2 separate regions of the Macaca mulatta genome follow, and region 2 is linked to region 1. The links are chromatin contacts, called in public Hi-C maps. All regions are on one chromosome and are shown on one strand. Each heading gives the region's core, a stretch centred on a gene start, on an enhancer-like site or on the middle of the called end of the contact. The rest is flanking DNA. Distances are from core to core; before and after follow the strand shown. Region 1 holds the start of NIPA2 (NIPA magnesium transporter 2). Region 2 holds the start of LOC100424132 (E3 ubiquitin-protein ligase HERC2).

Region 1 (2,813 bases), core at 128-2,627:
TGGTTTCCTATGCGTCTCATGAAAAATAAATCTCCACTTTGGGAGGCTGAGGCGGGTGGATCACGAGGTCAAGAGATCGAGACCATCCTGACCAACCATGGTGAAATCCCGTGTCTACTAAAAATGCGAAAATTGGCCAGGGGTGGCGGAGGTTGCAGTGAGCCAAGATCGTGCCACTGCACTCCAGTCTGGCGACGAAGCGAGACTACGTCTCAAAATCAATCAATCAATCAATCAATCTGCTATCAGTGTCTCCAGGCAGGCTTTCACCAAACCTCAACCTGGCATCTATTCCGGGATCCGGTCAGTAAGGAAGCGCCCACGGGCGGTCGAAGTACCGCTGCTATTTGGGCCCCGCCCCGTCCCGCCCCCAGCTTTGGATCCACCCTTTCCCCACCTCTTGCCCTCTTTGGAGCACCGTTCCCCTATGGCATCGCCCGGGAACACCAATTAAATGCAGCTTCACACTGTGACTGTGCCTGGGAACCCTCATTTTCTTTTATTTATTTATTTTTGAGACGGAGCCTCGCTCTGTCTCCCAGACTGGAGTGCAGTGGCGTGATCTCGGCTCACTGCAACCTCCGCCTCCCGGGTTCAAGCGATTCTCCTGCCTCAGCCCCTGGAGTAGCTGGGATTACAGGCGCCGCCACCACGGCCAGCTAATTTTCGTTTTTTTTTTTTTTTTTTTTTTTTTGAGACGGAGTCTTGCTCTGTTGCCCGGGCTGGAGTGCAGTGGCCGGATCTCAGCTCACTGCAACCTCTGCCTCCCGGGTTTACGCCATTCTCCTGCCTCAGCCTCCTAAGTGACTGGGACTACAGGCGCCCGCCACCACGCCCGGCTAATTTTTTGTATTTTTTAGTAGAGACAGGGTTTCACCGTGTTAGCCAGGTTGGTCTCGATCTCCTGACCTCGTGATCCGCCCGTCTCGGCCTCCCAAAGTGCTGGGATTACAGGCTTGAGCCACCGCGCCCGGCCAGTGGAGACAGGGTTTCACCATGTTGGTCAGGCCGGTTTCAAACTCCTGACCTCGCGAACCACCCAACTCGGCCTCCCAAAGTGCTGGGATTACAGGCGTGAGCCACCGCACCTGGCCCAGAATCCGCGTTTTAAATAAGCGCCACGCCGGACTTTGATTTTGAACTCCTGATCGGCCAATGGCACCTAGCAGAATACTTTACCGCTTACTACCCTTTCAGCCTCGTCCCTCGCCGCCGTCCCCGCCCCTGCACGCTACGCGCCCCGCCCTCCGCGCTCAGCGGACCCGGGCCTTGTAAAGGAAGCGGAACGCGGCGGGAGAGAGCACCGGGGGCGGGGTGTCTGTCGCGCGGCACTGCGCGTGCGCGCGCGGTCTCTTGCGTCATTTAGCCGCGCCTATGTTTTCCGGCGCCGGCCCTGGGTCCCGGCAGCGGTGGTGACGGCGGGGCCGGAGGTTGTCCTTGGCAGATTTTCCTCGCTCTTCTACATGGAGGAGGCGGTGCGCACGGCTTCAGCCCCGAATGCTCGCACCTCCCACTGGACGGCGACGAAGGCGGTGGCCGTGCGAGCGCAGGACTGGGCGGCCTGTGTGGGGGTGTGAGCCGCGGTGCCCCGGGCAGCGCCGCTGAGGGGAAGCCGCGCGGCCGGCCTGCCGGCTAGGGTGAGGTCGCCACTCCTTCCTTTCAGGCGGGCGCCAAGGGGCTGACTTGCGGGCGAACCCGCCCGTCTTGTGTCGGAGAAGGGTTCTCCGGGCAACTTTCCTTTCCGGGTGTTCCGAGTTGGAAGCGGTTTTTCTGGTAATCCTCAGTGAGGAAACCCACCGTGAATCGGGTTGCGGTTCAGTCCCACGGAAGCCTGGCTCTTTGGCCGTGTGGGGGACGCATGTTCATTAAGTTTGTTAAAACAGTTTCGTTTGTCTTGGTGAGTTTTAGAAGGTGGCTTCAGCTGCTGCGGGGATCATAACTGACGGTTAAGCCTAAGAAGTCCGCTGTAACGTTTTGAGCCTGGCTTTTTAAATTTCCTTTTGTAAAATCACGGAATCCTATTTCCCTCTCTATACACCTGCGCAAAACTGTGTGTTTAGTTTTGTGTTTGTGTCTCCTTAGTTTCTTTTCTAGGTTGTCAGTTCCTGTACAGGACTGCATGTTAAGTTCTGTTTCTGGAAATCCTGTGTATAGCCATGTGCCCGGTTAATACTTTTTTTAGTAAGAGGAAGTAATCAGAGTCTAGCGTGTCCATTCAGTAAGCTGCCTGTCGAAGCAGTAGTTATGCTCGGTTGAGTAGGTTTTATGTTGATTGGTTAACAAAATGAGTATGAAGGCTAGTAACGAAATTTTAAAACGTACTCAGTAACTTTAGTCTTTTGCCTGCTTCTGTGTTTTCTTCTTTCTAGGCTGGAGCTACTCGGCCAGGGTTTGAGACTTTAAATGAGAATAAAGGGTGGTATTTACGAGGAAATGAGAGTGAATAAGTCATCTCTAACCTCTCCGAGCCTTTTTTTCATAAGAGAGACCATATTAAAATTACATGTAAGTTAAAATTGTAATTTATAACTAATATTGTTGCCTAGTTAGGGTTGGAGATTTAGGTTCTGTAATATTTATAAGTACAGTACTCCTTTAAAAAATTGTTAACCAAGCGAGAGGTTGGAAAAAATTAAATCTAGCTTATGTATTTAATGTTTTTGAGCCAACGTGTTGCTCTGTCCCCAGGCTAGAGGGTGCGATCTGGGCTCTACGCCTCCCGGGCTCAAGCGGTCCTCCCACCTCAGCCTCCCCAGTAGCTGGGACCACAGACGTGCGGCACCTTGCCTGGCTAATTTTTGTACTTTTTTTAG
Region 2 (2,813 bases), core at 169-2,668, 56 kb before region 1:
TACAAAAAGAGCCATGAAGACTGTTACATTTTAAGTTACAGGAAATAAACCTACTTTTCTAATATAGCAAGATACAACTGACTTCCCTTTACATACCCTAAAAAAAGCCTTACACGAGAAATTTAAACATGGAAGCAGAAACACACTAAGAAAAAGACATGTCAAACCCCACCTGTATATCTGTTTTCAACCATTTGGAGTCAAGGCGAGCCTGGGCAGCCAAACAGAAAGAGTCAGAGGGCATCTTTTCTCCAGTTTCCTCCAGTTCTCAGGCCTGCAAGTAAACATACATGTTGAAGACCTAACTCTTTTTAATAGTTTACAAAGACACTCCCGAAAGGTTTAACGCAGAAAAAAAAAGAGAACAGAAAGGGGGAAGAGAAGAGCTGGGGGAGGGGAGTGAAGGGGAGAGAGGGAAAGAGGGAAGAGATGGAGGGGAGGGAGGTGGGGAAGGGAAAGCCTCCTTCCAAGGTAGGCAGGGTGTGCCGAGTTTCTGCACCACACTGGCGAGATCTTGAAAATGGACGGTCAGAGGAGGCCAAGTCACAATGTCATCCCCCTGCCCTCAAATCCAAAAGGCACACACACCCGACAGGAAGCCCATCGTTTTTACTTTTTTTTTTTTTTTTTGAGACGGAGTCTCGCTCTGTCGCCCAGGCTGGAGTGCAGTGGCCGGATCTCAGCTCACTGCAAGGTCCGCCTCCCGGGTTCACGCCATTCTCCTGCCTCAGCCTCCAGAGTAGCTGGGACTACAGGCGCCGCCACCACGCCCGGCTAGTTTTTTTTTTTTTTTTCGTATTTTTAGTAGAGACGGGGTTTCACCGTGTTAGCCAGGATGACACTGATCTCCTGAACTCGTGATCCGCCCGCCTCCGCCTCCTAAAGTGCTGGGATTACAGGCCTGAGTCACAGCGCCGGGCAAGCCCATCGTTTTGATGACACATGACAGCAGCGTGAATCTGCCGCTTTACCCCACAGCAGGGCGCGTGCGTGAAACAAATACTCAAAAGGATCGCCTGCAGAAACGCCCACAGCCACCACCACTTAGAGATGGAGAGAGGCCCGAGGTTGCGCCTAGGGAGGTCCCTCAGGCCGGCCCCGGTGCTGCCGCCGCTCCAGGCCCGCCTTCCGGGCTCGGCCGCCCGCCAAATCCCCGCCTGCACCGCCCCCGCCGCCTGCCGCCCCGGTGCCCCAGGCCAGGACCTGACGCGCAGGGCGCGGACGCCAGCCGCTTGCTGAGCCGACGCCCCCGATCCCGGCGCCACTCGCAGCCCGAGGCGCTGGCCGATGGGACTGCCGCCCCCGCTTACGGCCAGCGGCAACGAGGCGGCTCCGCGGGCGCAGCCGACTGGGAACAGGAGCCCTTCGCCGCTTGTCCGGACTCTCTCGCTTCCGGCAATCCGGTTTGTCTTCCTACTCGGAGTTCACGGGCTGCGGGCGGGGCCAACCGCAGGCTCCGGAAGGCGGGGCTTCCGCCGCACGCACGCACGCGCGTTCTCCCGCGAGAGTGCGGTGGGCACCGCATCCGGCACCCGCGCTGTGAGCCACCGCCTGCCGAAACCGTCATTTTAAAAAAGGCTGGGTCCGGCATCCTGGTTCGTGCTTGTAGTCCCAGCACTTTGAGAGGCCAATGCGGGCGGATCACCTGAGGTCAGGCGTTCGAGACCAGGCTGGCCAACATGGTGAAATACCATCTCTACCAAAAATACAAAAATTAGCCGGGCGTGGTGGCGCACACCTGTAATCCCAGCTACTCCGGAGGCTGAGGTAGGAGAATCGCTTGAACCCGGGCGGCAGAGGTTGCAGTGAGCCGAGATAGCGCCACTGCACTCCAGCCTGGGCGATAGAGTGAGACTCCGTCTTAAAAAAAAAAAAAAATTATCGATCTAGTTCTAAACCTCATTTTGAATCCACCATATTACTCTGAAATACATTCATCTTTCCTGTGGCTAAAACCATAAAGCCTAGCCAGTAACTCCCATTGCACTTAAGGAAATCCAATCTCCTTACTGTGGCCCCTGAACAGGCTGCCGCTGGCCTACCACGGTGCCTCTAGTTTGTGTAAAATGCATATGTCAACTTACAATAAATCATACAAGGCTTTTTTAGCTCTAAAAGGCTATTATTCACTAGTTGCTGTGTGAATCAGTATTTCTGGGTATAATTAGAAATTATTAGAGTTGATGCCCAAGACTCATCTCAACCAGCACGGGGGAGGCATCTGCTCCTTTTATGGTTAGTGACTCGGCCTCCTCCTGCTGGGCTCAGTCCTCAGGTGGGTCTGACTCAGCTCAGAGCTGTGCACCCCTCGTCCTCCTCCCCAACTTGCATGAGTGCTCTTTAGGATGGAGCTGAACATGGCCTTCTTGAAACCACTTGGCTCCACCACAGGCCCTGAGAACTGATTGGGTCACTCTGGTGGGCTCCCCAGCCCTAGCCAAGAAGGGTTTCTCTAGGGAGACTGGCCCTAACTCATGAAACCTGAAGCCCCAAAGATCCTGACCAGGGGGCAGCCTCCTCCAGGGAGGGGCCACTCGCCCCCACCCAGCTCCCTTCACAGAGACCCATCCGACAGAGCTGAGGAAAACCATGCCGCATAAATGAATAAATAAATAAATAACGATGCCGGGTACCTGTGGATTCTGTAATTCCTGAAAGAGGGCAGAGTGGCTGGCTCACAGCAAGCGCAGTAGCAGGTACTGCTCCCTGGCCAGGCTGTGCTCTGTCTCCTGGTTGGGAGCCCTAGGGGACAAGAAAAGCCAGAGGAGACCAGCTCGCCCAGAAGGCACCTCTCCACCCCTTCCCCAGAGTTT

Evidence for each region. Hi-C and Micro-C count contacts between places; a contact is called where the count stands out from the background.
Region 2: a Hi-C map of liver shows a contact between it and region 1, with 1.6 times the contacts expected there. The contact joins the promoter of LOC100424132 here to the promoter of NIPA2 in region 1.

What each region holds. Positions count from the first base shown.
Region 1 is chr7:1,538,591-1,541,403 of T2T-MMU8v2.0, reverse strand. It overlaps NIPA2 (NIPA magnesium transporter 2), which reads left to right and starts at 1,377. Exons shown (of 6, transcript NM_001194886.2): 1 at 1,377-1,663.
Region 2 is chr7:1,594,627-1,597,439 of T2T-MMU8v2.0, reverse strand. LOC100424132 (E3 ubiquitin-protein ligase HERC2) reads right to left here and starts at 1,418. Exons shown (of 7, transcript XM_077938922.1): 1 at 1,204-1,418; 2 at 173-274. All of the region lies in intron 1 of NIPA1 (NIPA magnesium transporter 1), which reads left to right.